Linked DNA regions of Mus musculus: region 1 is linked to region 2. Evidence: chromatin contacts called from public promoter capture Hi-C data. All regions are on one chromosome and are shown on one strand. The core of a region is the stretch at or near the end of the contact, and the rest is flanking DNA. Distances in the headings are between cores, read along the strand shown. Region 1 holds the start of Mettl27 (methyltransferase like 27). Region 2 holds the start of Fzd9 (frizzled class receptor 9).

Region 1 (6,423 bases), core at 2,182-4,681, 320 kb after region 2:
ACAATGATCACCGCGTCAAAGGTCCCTGCGTGTGGGGCAGGGTGGAGATGTGTAATGGTTACTGTTGTTTGTTAACCTGACAGGATCTGGGAGACAAATCTCTGGGCTTGTCTGTAAGGGAGTGTCTAGACTGAGGTCATTTAGGAGGGAAGACCTGCCCTAATGGTGGATGGCACCATCCCAGGGCTGGGATCCTAGACTAAGGTCAGAATCCAGAAGGGGGCACTGGATCCCCTGAGGTTGCCTGATATGGGTGCTGAGATCAGAGCTTGAGTTCTCTGTAAGAGCAGGAGGAGATTTTAACTCCTGGGTCACCTCCCCAGCCCAGTGTATGCACGTGTGTCTCTTGGTGGACGCAGGCGCTCACAGAAGCCAGAGGCATCCTACCCTGGGATTGGGGTTACAAGGGGTTGTGAATCACCTGATCTGGGTGCTGGATCCAAACCTAGGTCCTCTGTAAGAATAGCAGGCGCTTTTCCCCAGGGAGCCATTTTTCCACCCCCTTAAGATGCTGTGTGACTATAATGTGGTGTGGTCCCTCGAACTTCCCATTCCACCCAGGATGCTCCTCTAGCTTTGGCTAAATTCCCTATTTATTTTTGTTTTTTTTTTTTCAAGATCAAGTTGTGTGTGTGTGTGTGTGTGTGTGTGTGTGTGTGTGTGTAGCTCTGGCTATCCCAGAACTAGCTCTGTAGTGTCTGTAGTCCAGGATGGCCTTGAATTCAGAGATCCACCTGCCTCTGCATCTCAAGGGCTGGGACTAAGGTAGGCACCACCATCTCCTGGCACCTCTTGCTACTTTCAGGTCTTGTTTTGTTTGTGACCCACTGAGTATTACTGGGGATTCCTGCATGAACTAGGAGGAGCGGGGTGGCACTGGGGCACAGGCAAATTACCCGTGGCTACATCACTGAAGAAAATGACTCTCCCTGCAACTGCCAGTAGCTCCCTGGGGATGGGAGGAGCCTCATGATTATGTTCTGTGTGGTGCTTTGCCACAGCAATAAGAAGAGGAACTAATAGAACATGTCATAGGTGTGTGTGTGTGGGAGGGTGGGTGTGTGTGTGGCACATGCGTTTAATCCCAGCACTTGGGAGGCAGAGGCAGGTGGATCTCTGAGTTTGAGGCCAGCCTGGTCTACAGAGTGAGTTCCAGGACAGCCAGGGCTACACAGAGAAACCCTGTCTCAAAAAACAAACAAAGATGTCCTATACACTGGGATGTAGTAGAAGCCCAACACTGTGCATGAGATGAGGTGACATCAGACTCTAGATGGAGACGAGAGCTCACACAGGACTCCAGAGTGAAGATGGTGGCTGGACAACAGAGGATGCTATTCTTGGGAAGGTGGGTGAGGGTGGAGTGGGACAGAAAGTACCTTCAGGGTCGGGCAGTGGCTCCTGGCCCAGGGTACAGAGGCTAAGGTGGTGGTACAGGCCACGTGCCCGCGCCTGCTTCAGCATTTCTGGGCTTCCATCCACGCCCTGCACCTGGAGGAAGCCCCGAGCCTGCAGCTGGGAGAGAAGGTGGCATCAGTCATGGGTAATCCCCCTGCCTCAGCTCAACTGGACCCTTCCTTGGATCTTGGGATCAATGAGCTTGAGGTAGAGGATGAGCTCTTGGTCAAGAACTGGGAGGGAATTGGAGCAGATGGGAGCTAGGTGTGGAGGCTTAGGCCTGTCTTCTTAGCTCCTCTGGAGGCTGAGGTGGAAGAATCCCCAGGTCAAAGCTTGCCTGCGTTATAGAGTGAGTTCAAGGCCAGCCTTGAGACCGTGTCATCTCTAAATAAAAAGCAAACTAAAGGGCTCAGGGTGTGGCTCAGTGGTAGAGGATTTACCAATAATCCCCCCAGCAAGAGGCTGGGGGCGTGGCTCAGTGGTAGAGCTCCTGCCTAGAATCCCTCAGTGAGGGCCTGGGGGTGTGGCTCTGTGGTAGAGCTCCTGCCTAGAATCCCCCAGGGAGGGGCTGGGGGCGTGGCTCAGATGTAGAGCACCTGTCTAGAATCCCCCAGGGAGGGGCTGGGGGCGTGGCTCTGTGGTAGAGCCCCTGCCTAGAATCCCCCAGGGAGGGGCTGGGAACATGGCTCTGTGGTAGAGCTCCTGCCTAGAATTTACTAGGCAGGGTCTCAGGACTAATTGAGCAGTAGCATGTAGGAGGTCCTGGGTGCTGAAGGGAAGGCAGGGTGGTGTATCAGATCTTACCTCCACAGCTACCAGGCCAGTGCCACAGGCCACATCGAGGATCAGGGCATCATGGGGTGAGCCCCGAAAGGCTCGACTGAGACAATCCACAGCAAGGCGTGGGGCTCGGTACTTCAAAGCAGCCACATCCTGAGGAGATAGCACTTAGCCCAACATAGTGTTTAGACGACTCACCTTGTGGGGTGCCCAAGTTCTGCCAGTTTGAGCTTGTGTGTTTTAGAGTTCAGATCCTCCTAGGACCCCAGTAACAGAAGACCCGAGCTTGAGGTGTCTTACTTTTTTTTCGAGACAGGGTTTCTCTGTATAGCCCTGGCTGTCCTGGAACTCACTTTGTATACCAGGCTGGCCTCGAACTCAGAAATCCGCCTGCCTCTGCCTTCCGAGTGCTAGGATTAAAGGCATGCGCCACCACTCCCGGCTTTGAGGTGTCTTACTGTCAAGGGACCCCACACTAGTGGGGATCAAGCTGGCTGGCTACTGGCTGTGGCAGCTCTTAGCTGGTCTGTCTATACCGAATGATGTCTCAATAGCGCCTCCTGCAGGCTCTCTCCTCGTGTTTGTTGCAGGATTAATTAGGGGTTGCTTACAGGTCAGCCGGGGTGGGTGGGGGTGGGGTGGGTGCAGGTCTCTAAGGAGCACATCTCCCAGGTCTCTTTTCAGCTCCAAGTTTCCCTGAGATGCATGGGTACTATTTTAGCTTTGCTTATAAAAACAGAATCTGAGCCACAAAAGTCGAGGACCCACGTGCTTTCACCTGGTCATACTCCGGAGCCCAGTCGTCATAGAAGCGGAGCTTGCAGGCCAGGTCGGTGATACCGTGGGAGGTTCCGACCCGGGCCAGTACTTGGGGCAGCCGCCCAGCCTCCTCCTGAGTCATTCTCCTGCGGGGGCAGAGTCCACCCAGTGATGAGGTCCTCCACAGTCTTCCGTCCTCCCTCACCCGGCGGAGGAGGTTATCAGTGCTCCAACGCGGTCCCAAGCTACAAACAAGACCTTGAGTGGGAGATGGCAGGAGCTGACCTGTACGCCGAGGCGCTGTTTGTATGGGGAGGGGCTCATAGAGCGGGGGCACTCCCGCGCAGGGAGGGAGGACTACGCCTCAGCCCATCATTCCCGGAGGTGGATCGGGGGCGCGGGTGGGGTTCTTCCTCACCACAAGGGTCTCCAAGAAGGTACAGGCTCAGAACTCACCGCGCGGAACCCCCTTCTCCAGGCAGACCCGAGGGAAGTGGAGGGGCGTGTCTGAGAGCCTGGCCCCGCCTCCAGCACCGCGACGATTGGGTTTCCGTGAGATAAAACAGCCAATCCGAGAAAGAAATGACAGACTACCCTCCCTGAGCCAATGAGCGTATTGCGTGAGAAGATCTCAAACTCACGTGAGGATTTGTTTTTGTTTTTTCACAAATAAAAAAGTTTCTCTCCCTGCCTCGCTTCCTCCCTCGCTCCCTTCCTCCCTCTCTTTTTTCCTTCCTTCCTTCCTTCCTCCCTCCCTCCCTCCCTCCCTCCCTCCCTCCCTCCCTCTTTCTTTCTTTCTTTCTTTCTTTCTTTCTTTCTTTCTTTCTTTCTTTCTTTCTTCTTCCTTCCTCTCTTTCTTTCTTTCTTTCTTTCTTTCTTTCTTTCTTTCTTTCTTTCTTTCTTTCTAAGGTCTTGCTATGGAGCCCAGGGTGACTTGGAACTCCTTATATAGACCAGGTGGACCTCTGCCTCCCAGGAACTGGGATTTAAGCGTTGTGCCATTGCTCCTGGGTACAGTATTTAAAAAACAAACAAACCCGAAAACAACAAAAAAACCAATTTATTTGGGGGGGGGGGCAGATGGTGTGTAGCAGCCAGAGAGCCATTTTTTGATTCCTCCTCCTACCATGGGACTTCCAGGCATGGGACTCAGATTCTCAAGCTTGGCAGCAAGTGCTTTGATCTGCTCAGCCATCTCACTGATCCCCGTTTTTTAGTATTTGTATGGTTTCTTAGGGTCTGAAAATCCAAAACAACCCATGCAGACACAAGAGTCCACGCAAAGCAAGAACTTTGTTTGAGTCAGGCGCAGAAACTGACCAGACAGGGACAACAGCACCGACTTGGGAGCAGACTGCGTCTTCCAATGTTCATCTTAGTAGTTAAACAGCTGGTAAAACTTTATTGTGCTCAGACCGCTGCTGATCGATCAGGACCGAAGAACAGACCTGGAAGTTGGACTTCCCCTCAGAGCCGGAATGGTACAGAGGTTTTAAGCTCGAAAGCCACAAATATCTGCCCCTATATGCAGTCACAACTCAGAATCATTTATTCGTTCATAATTAGAAACAATCATTATGTTTTGGGGAACAAAAAAAAAAAAAGCCGGGCGGTGGTGGCGCACGCCTTTAATCCCAGCACTTGGGAGACAGAGGCAGGCAGATTTCTGAGTTCGAGGCCAGCCTGGTCTACAAAGTGAGTTCCAGGACAGCCTGGAACTCAGAGAAACCCTGTCTCAAAAAAAAAAACCCAATAATAATAAGAAGAAGAAGAAGAGGAAGAAGAAGAGGAAGAAGAAGGAGGAGGAAGTTGGCTAGCCATCTGGGAAGTCCTTGGCTCCCCTAGAACCTGGGAATTTAATCTTCATTTCTCCTTAGGATCTAAGTGGAATGAAACAAAACGGCATTTCCACATAGCTCAAGTCGGTTTTCAACTTTCTATGTAGCCGAGGATGTCCCTCAACCTCTCATCCTCCTGCCTCTACATCCCAAGGGTTGAGATTCCAGGTGTGTACCACCATGCCTGATTTATGTGGTTCTGGGCATTGAACTCAGGATCGAGTGTATGCTAGACAAAAACACTCTCTCAACTGAGCTATATCCCCAGTCCTTGGAAGTATTTTATTTTAATTAAGTTAAAAGCATTTTTTTAGGAAGGATTTTATAATCTTCACTGTTCATCAGAGGTTAGATATAGCCACGAATGGATAATGAGAATGCCAAATTGGTTAATGCATGAGAAAAAAATTTAACTTTTACTTGCATTCATAATAATCATTTATTTATTTATTTAAAGATTTATTCATTTCTTTTATGTGAGTACACTGTAGCTGTCTTCAGACACATCAGAAGAGGGCATTGGATTTCATTACAGATGGTTGTGAGCCACCATGTGGTTGCTGGGAACTGAACTCAGGACCTCAGGAAGAGCAGTCAGTGCTCTTAACCACTGGTCTATCTCTTCAGCCCTGTATTCATAATTTTTAATTGATTAATTAGTAATTAATATGTGAATTATGTTTTTGAGATAGGATTTCACTATGTAGCTCTGGCTGTCCTAGGACTCACTATATAGACCAGGCTGGCCTCAAACTCACATAGATCCTCATGCCTCCGTCTCCCAAATGCTGGGACTAAAGGCGTGAGCCATTCTGCCCAGCTGTATTCATAATTTACATAGCTATCCTGGGTGGTGGCTCCCTTCCTGGATGGGACAGTTTCAACCAGAAACCAAGCCTGGGGCTACAGCTCTGTTGGCTGTGTATGTATCCCATGGAGACACAGCTCTGGGTGCTGTGGTGCACTTGACAGACCTGGGATGCAGAGTCAGGAGCTCAGGGCCATTCCCTGTCCCTGGCCTTCTGCTCAAACTCAGGATGCTGCAGATGAGGTCATTCTACACAGGAAACCAAGGAGTGAGGCAGGGTTGGTTGGAGGAGGACATGCTAAATTTGAGGTTTCTGTGATGTTTGCATCAAATCATCTAATAAAGTGACCGAGAGGCCGTTTTGTTTTGCTCTATTGTTGGGACATCTTATTCTGGAGCCCAGGCTGGCTCAGGCCTCCGAATCCTTTTTTTAGATAGGTCTTCTCTGTGTATGTAGCCCTGGCTGTCCTGCAACTTTATAGATCAAGCTGTTCTTGAACTCCGAGAGATCTGCCTGTTTCTGCCTCCCAAGTATTGGGATTAAAGGCTTGCATCTCCACTGTCTTCCTGGCTGCAAATCCTCCTCCTCTGGCCTCCAGAGTGCTTCGATTGCAGGTGTCAGATACCATGACTGGTTCTCTGAGGCTCTTGGAACCCAGACCTGAGCTCGGAAGAGAAACCAAGCTGGGGACACATTTGAGGCTCCAGAGGGGTTCAGGATTCAGGCAAGGACCCCTCAGTACTTCATGGGACATTAGAAAAGGGGAGCTTTGTGGGACTGGGTTGTGGAGTTCTTGTCTATCATGCAGGAAGCCCTGAAGACTGTCCCCAGCACCACAT
Region 2 (7,382 bases), core at 4,451-6,950:
CTGGAAGCTGGCCTCTGGCCTTCACACATACTCTATAGTGCCTGTTTGCGCACGCGCAAAAGCACATTTCGTACATGTATGGAAATGTTATATGAGACCATCATGTAATTATATATCATTGATCCATGCTAATAAGACATAAACAGACAGAGCCAAGTGTGGTGCCATACACCTTTAATGCCAGTACTAAGATACAGAGGCAGGCAGATCTCTATGAATTCAAGACCAGCTTGGTCTACATAGTGAGTTCCAGGTCAGCCAGGGTTAATAAGTGAGACCCTGTGTGGTGGTTTGAATACGTTTGGCCCATAGACAGTGGCACTATTAGGGGGTGTGGCTTTGTTGGAGTAGGCGTGACCTTGTTGGAGGAAGTATGTCACTGTGTAGGCGGGCTTTGAAGTCCCAATGCACAAGCTCCACCCAGTGTGAAATTCCAGAGCCTCCTCTTTGAGTCCCCTTCTGCTACCTGCTGATCAAGCTGTAGAACTCTGGGCCCCTCCAGCATGATGGCTGCCTGCACACTACCATGCTTCCCACCATGATGATACTGGACTGAAACTGTAAGCCAGCCCCAATTAAATGTTGTCCTTTATAAGAGTTGAATTGGTCATGGTGTCTCTTCACAGCAATAAAGTCCAAACTAAGACACCCTGTTTCAAAAACAACCAAAACCCAAAACCTTAAAAAAAAATTGCCATTTAAGGTATAATACCAATAATGTCCCTCCATATGGTTTACGAGGAGAGGGAGGCCAGCATGGGGGGAGCGGAGAAGGAAAGAAAAGAAAACGAAAAAGAAAAAGTAAGCTGATGGCACCTCTGCATCTCCCAATCCTCTGGCGTCCAGTCCAGAAGATGTTAATGACAGGCTTCCGCCACCATACCTGGCTTTGGATTTGGCCTCTCATTAACTGTGTAACCTAGGCTGACCTTGAACTCATGACAATTCCTCTGCTCCCCCAAATGCTGGGATTACAAGTATGTGCCACCATGACTGGCTTCTATTTTATTTTGAGATGGGGTCTTACTGTGTAGCCCTGGCTCTTCCGGAATTCACTATGTAGACCAGGCTGGTTTCAACATACATTGATTTGCCTTCTTCTGCCTCAGAGTGCTGGCGTGTGCCTGCGTGCTCAGAGTGCCTAGATTTTAAGAAAATGCTTCTTTCAGAGCATGGTGGTGCACGCCTTTAATCCCAGCACTCAGGGGGCAGAGGCAGGTGGATCTCTGAGAGTTTGAAGCCAGACTAGTCTACACAGCCAGTTCCAGAAACAGCCAGGACTACACAAGGAAACCCCCATCTTGATAAACTAAAGAAGAAAGAGAAGGAGGAGAAGGAGGAGGAGGAAGAGGAGAAGGAAAAAGAAAAGAAGAGAAGAGAAGAGAAGAGAAGAGAAGAGAAGAGAAGAGAAGAGAAGAGAAAAGAAAAGAAAAGAAAAGAAAAAAGCGAAAAGAAAAGCTTTTTGGGGCTGAAGATGGCTCAGCAGCTAAGAGTATGCACTGCTCTCTCAGAGCACCCGAGTTTGCTTCCCAGCACCCATGTCAAACACCTCACAGCCACCTATAACTCCAGCTCCTGGGTGTCTGACATCTTTTTCTGGCCTCTGAGGTCCCCAGATCTCATGTGCACATACCCCTCCCTATACAAATACAAACATATAAAAATTTAAAAATTTTAATAATTAAAAAAAAGATGCTTTTTTAGGGCTGGCAAGATGGCTCACTGGGTAAATGTGTGTGCCGCCCAGTTTGATGACCTGAGTTCTAGTCCCAAAGGTGACATAGTGGAGGAGAGAGCCAACCCCGAGGTTGTCCTTTAACCTTTACATGTGCATTGTAGCCTACACACTGTAGCAGGTATATGGCCCCTCCCCCGAATAAATACATATAACAGATTTTAAAATACTTTTAGCATTTCTTTTAGACAAGTTTATTGTGTAGACTGGGCTTACCTCTGCTGGAATCAAAGGTGCATGCTACACCTTTTTTGCGTATGGTGTGTGTGTGTGTGTGTGTGTGTGTGTGTGTGTGTGTGTATGTTGCATTGCATGTAGAGGTCAGTGGACAACCTTGGGTTTGAGTCAGGGCTCTGTTGTTGTCCGTTATCTGTAAAGCAGGGTAGCTGGCCTGCCGGCTTACAGGGGCTCTCTCCTGTCTCTACGTCCCATTTCCCTGTAGAAGCCTTGGGATTACAGCTACCATGCCTGGCTTCAAATGGGTCTGGAGACTTGAACTCGGCTCCTCAAACTCCTCACACTTCCCGGGCAAGTGTATCGCTCCCTGCGCTGTCTCCCCCAGCCCTCTTTAAGCATTGGTAATGGTCCCTCTCTTTCACACGTTCTTTTAACACAACGGACATTTATAGGCGCCTCCTCCAGGCCAGGAGCCAGAACCTTGTAGGGCATGGCACGGTGCCTTCCTCCTGAAGCCCCCAGGCTTTGTAGGGAAATCAGGCTTTGGAGCAGTTAGCTGTACTCTGCAGTGGGGTGCCCGGTAGGGCATCCTGACAGGCTAATCAGAGCCGAGGTGGGGCCTGGGGGAAGGATTCCGGTTTATCCAAGAATGAGGGGAGCTTACAATGCAAGAGAGGCCTAGGGGGAAGGTTGGCTTGGTGAGGGTGGGAACTCAGGACAGAAGGCTGTCCCTTCCCACAATTGGCCTCTAGCCAAGGCCCCTAGAAAGGCTGGCATCTTCCAAGGAGGTGGAGCTTCGAGGGGCTCCCAGTGGGGGTGGGGCAGTGATGGTGACCTCCTTCGGTCTCTGCCCCTTCGCATCGTCTCCCTTTCAGTGTGTGCCTGAGGTATTGTTCCTCTTTTGTAAAGAGGGGGATCGGGTAACAAAGCCGGGTGGGTGGGCAGGCAGCCCAAGGGGCCTCTTCTCTTCCCTCCCCCTGAAGCATCTGCACTGAGGGGTAGGCACACATACACCTCTGGCTTCCCAGGAGCTGGCTGTTGCCATAGTGACAGGCAGGCCTTGCATCCCACTGGCCCCTGGAGTTGCCCTTCCCACTATGGCTGCCAAAGTTAGGGGCCCCCAACTCTTTTGCATCCTGGAGTGGGAGGCAGGGACATACAAAATAGAACTCCTGGCTAGTCTCTGCCTCCTAGCTGGCTTTGAGGAAAGGGACAACTTTCCTTAAAGAGAGCTCCAGCCACTGGGACAGATGCTCAGGAAGCAAGGCTAAGCCTTGAGATCAGAAATAAGTGCTCCCTCACCCGGGTGTCTGGTGTGGCTGTTAGTGTTCTGCAAAAAGGAAGGGAAAGATAGCAGAAGGCTTATAGGATAGGTAAGGACACTGGGGGACCCAAAGCAGAGCCTGCCCCTGAGTCTACTATGATCGATGGAATAAGAGAAAGGTCTTGGGGTATTTGAAAAAAAAAAAAAAAAAAAAAACCTTAAAGAATGGAGAAGTGAGGACCTAGGTTCATAAGGTGGGGGTTGGGGGGGGGTTGAGGTAGAACCCTCAGAGATCTTCTTGTCTCCTCTCCAGGAGTGTGATCAACAGGTGTGTATCACGCCACCTGGCTTCGTTTGTGGGTGCTGGGGATCCGAACTCACGACCTCATGTTTGCCCAAAAAGCACCTATCTGCCTAAGCCGTCTCCCCAGCCCCGAGTTTAGGATCGCGAAGCAAGACCCAACCTGGGGACTCGCAGGGGCTCAGTTTGGCGTGCAGGGCTGGCTGCATCTTCACAAAGCCTCTTCTCTCCAGTCTTTTCGGGGGGGGGGGGGCTGGGTGCATGCCAGTGACACATATGTTTTTCTTTGTCCCTGCCGAGCTGCAGCTTTCTGGGAGCCGAGAGACTAGGAAATGACCACCCCATTTTCTCACTGCGGCCATCAGCGCTGCCCTGGCTTCTTCCTGAATCCCGGCTCTAAATATAGCAGGAGGGTATTGGCCAAGCCGTGTATGTGTGTGTGTGTGTGTGTGTGTGTGTGTGTGTGTGTGTGTGTGTGTGTGTGTGTGTGTGTGTGTGTGTGTGTGTGTGTACGCGTGTGCGCGCATGTAACAGGCAACTTTTAGCAGGGAAACAATGTGCCTGCCAGTCCTGACACCGAGGAGGTGTGTGAGCCTGAGTAGTATAGCTTTCCCTTCAGACTTGTACCAGAGACTCCGGCTTTCCTGTAGGGCCACAGTAGAGGCTGAAATCATCACTGTGAAATACCTGGCTCAGGCACTTGGGAGGTGGAAGTAGGAGGGTGAGAAGTCCTTTGATACATAAGGAATGTGAGGCCAGCTTGGACAACATGAAATAGTCTGGAAAACAAACAAATGGGGAGTTTGAGAAATGGATCAGGAATTGAGATCACTGGTTGCTCCTCCAGAGGACCTAGGTTCGATTCCCAGCACCCACATGGAGGTTCACAACTCCAGTTCCAAAGCCTTCTTAGGGCCTCCAAGGGTACCAGGCACACACGTGGTGCACATACAGATAGACAAGCAAAGCACATTAATAAGAAAATTTAAAAATTTAAAGCAAAGCAAGGCAACAACAAAACAGACAAGTGGAGGAGCCGGAGAGATGGCTCAGTATAAAGGTAGTCACCCCATCCCAGTCATGATGACCCGAGTCAGGGGGCAGGTATCCCGTGATAGAAGAAGAGTACTGACTCCCCAAGTTGTCCTTGCTTGCATGCAGTTTCGTGCGTGTCACACACACACACACACACACACACACACACATGCACACACACGCACACACAGACAGACAAACGGCAGGATGTGTGTGTGTGTGATAAATATAATGAAAACAAAACAAAATCAGCTTGGGCTGGGCACGTGGCTTGTCTAGCCTGGGTTCCATCCCTAGAATGAACAGCAGAAAAAACTCATGTGGGGGGCTGGCAAGATGGCTCAGCGGGTAAGAGCACTGACTGCTCTTCCAAAGGTCCTGAGTTCAAATCCCAGCAACCACATGGTGGCTCACAACCATCCATAATAAGATCTGATGCCTTCTTCAGGAATGTCTGAAGACAGCTACAGTGAGTGTACTTACATATAATAAATTAATAAAAAAAAAACCAAAAAAACAAAAAAACAAAAAACAACCTCATGTGGTGGCAGCCCTTATGAGGCAGGAGGATCAGGAATTCAAGGTGAGCTTGAGGCCAGCCTGGGTTATATGAGACCCTGTCTCAAAAACAACAGGATCAACAAAAACACCCTTAAGGGAAGAAGAGAGGAGAGGGGGAACAAGCAACTCCCTAGCCTGGAGCTTGGAGAGCTTGGGATGGTCCCCTCCCACCTGGGAAGAAAAGGGCGCACTTGATGCGAGGGAGTACATTGGGAGGTGCGTTCCCGCGGACTGTCGAGTCTGCAAAGGAAGGGAAAGAAATGAGCAGAAGAGAAGAAAAGCTGACCCACAACGTTGCCCACACGCCTCCAGCGTGGCAGAGAGGCGCGGCACCTTTAAAGCGCGACGGGGGCGTGCCCTGAGGGACTGCCCCGCCCCTGGGCGTGTCCTCCTACTGACCACGCCCTCGGGGTGCCGAGCCGCGGCGGCTGGCGGCGGAGACCACGCCGGCTCTGGCTGGAGTGGCGGCGGCATCGGCGGCGGCGGCGACGGCGGTGGTAGCGGTTGTTCCTCCGAAGGCGCCACGCGCTCCGGGACACACGTGGGCGGCCGAGAGATGGCGCGGGAGCCGCGACGTGGCGCGCAGATCCCGGGACGCGGGATGGAGCGGTGCGAGTGAGCCCGAGCGGCCGCGCCGCGGGGCGATGGCCGTGCCACCGCTGCTCCGCGGGGCGCTGCTGCTGTGGCAGCTGCTGGCGACGGGCGGCGCGGCGCTGGAGATCGGCCGCTTCGATCCGGAGCGTGGCCGTGGCCCCGCACCGTGCCAAGCGATGGAGATCCCCATGTGCCGGGGCATTGGCTACAACCTGACCCGCATGCCCAACCTACTGGGCCACACGTCGCAGGGCGAGGCGGCGGCGCAGCTGGCCGAGTTCTCGCCCCTCGTGCAGTACGGCTGCCACAGCCACCTGCGCTTCTTCCTCTGCTCGCTCTACGCCCCAATGTGCACCGACCAGGTCTCCACTCCCATCCCAGCCTGCCGGCCCATGTGCGAGCAGGCTCGCCTGCGCTGCGCCCCCATCATGGAGCAATTCAATTTCGGCTGGCCCGACTCACTCGACTGTGCCCGGCTCCCCACGCGCAACGACCCGCACGCACTCTGTATGGAGGCACCCGAGAACGCTACAGCAGGCCCCACAGAACCCCACAAGGGCCTGGGCATGCTCCCTGTGGCACCTCGGCCCGCGAGGCCACCGGGAGATTCAGCCCCAGGTCCCGGCAGCGGTGGCACCTGCGACAACCCCGAGAAGTTCCAGTACGTGGAGAAGAGTCGCTCGTGCGCTCCGCGCTGCGGGCCAGGCGTCGAGGTGTTCTGGTCTCGGCGCGATAAGGACTTCGCGCTGGTTTGGATGGCTGTGTGGTCCGCGTTGTGTTTCTTCTCCACGGCCTTCACCGTGTTCACCTTCCTGCTGGAGCCTCACCGGTTCCAGTACCCAGAGCGCCCGATTATCTTCCTTTCTATGTGCTACAATGTCTACTCCTTGGCCTTCCTGATCAGAGCGGTGGCAGGTGCACAGAGTGTGGCATGCGACCAGGAGGCAGGGGCTCTGTATGTGATCCAGGAGGGTCTGGAAAACACAGGCTGCACCCTGGTCTTCCTGTTGCTCTATTATTTCGGGATGGCCAGCTCACTTTGGTGGGTGGTTTTGACTCTAACCTGGTTCCTGGCTGCAGGCAAAAAATGGGGCCACGAGGCCATCGAGGCTCACGGCAGCTACTTCCACATGGCAGCGTGGGGCCTGCCAGCACTCAAAACTATCGTGGTCCTGACTCTGCGCAAGGTGGCTGGCGATGAACTGACTGGGCTCTGCTATGTAGCCAGCATGGACCCGGCAGCCCTCACTGGCTTTGTGTTGGTACCCCTATCTTGCTACCTGGTACTGGGTACCAGTTTCCTCCTGACCGGTTTTGTGGCTCTCTTCCATATCCGCAAAATCATGAAGACGGGAGGCACCAATACGGAGAAGCTGGAGAAGCTGATGGTCAAAATCGGAGTCTTTTCCATCCTTTACACAGTGCCGGCCACCTGCGTCATTGTCTGCTACGTTTATGAACGCCTCAACATGGACTTCTGGCGGCTTCGGGCCACAGAGCAACCATGTACTGCTGCCACCGTGCCTGGAGGCCGGAGAGACTGCTCGCTGCCAGGGGGCTCGGTGCCCACTGTGGCTGTCTTCATGCTCAAAATCTTCATGTCCTTGGTGGTGGGCATCACCAGTGGAGTCTGGGTATGGAGTTCCAAGACTTTTCAGACTTGGCAGAGCCTGTGCTACCGAAAAATGGCAGCTGGCCGAGCCCGGGCCAAGGCC

The links. Capture Hi-C pulls out chosen DNA fragments and counts their contacts.
Region 1: a promoter capture Hi-C map of liver shows a contact between it and region 2. The contact joins the promoter of Mettl27 here to the promoter of Fzd9 in region 2. A contact is called at or near these places in 1 of 484 Hi-C or Micro-C datasets (embryonic stem cells), 2 of 115 datasets of contacts at active chromatin or transcription factors (embryonic stem cells and memory CD8 T cells) and 1 of 9 other capture datasets (liver).

Annotation. Positions count from the first base shown.
Region 1 is chr5:134,929,381-134,935,803 of GRCm38.p6, reverse strand. Mettl27 (methyltransferase like 27) reads right to left here and starts at 3,431. Exons shown (of 6, transcript NM_024479.2): 1 at 3,394-3,431; 2 at 2,957-3,182; 3 at 2,203-2,331; 4 at 1,380-1,515; 5 at 1-25. The coding sequence starts at 3,079. 9030607J07Rik (a long non-coding RNA gene) reads left to right here and starts at 3,133. Exons shown (of 3, transcript XR_868588.3): 1 at 3,133-3,224; 2 at 3,416-3,578; 3 at 4,174-5,957.
Region 2 is chr5:135,249,365-135,256,746 of GRCm38.p6, reverse strand. Fzd9 (frizzled class receptor 9) reads left to right here and starts at 5,700. Exons shown (of 1, transcript NM_010246.1): 1 at 5,700-7,382. The coding sequence starts at 5,718.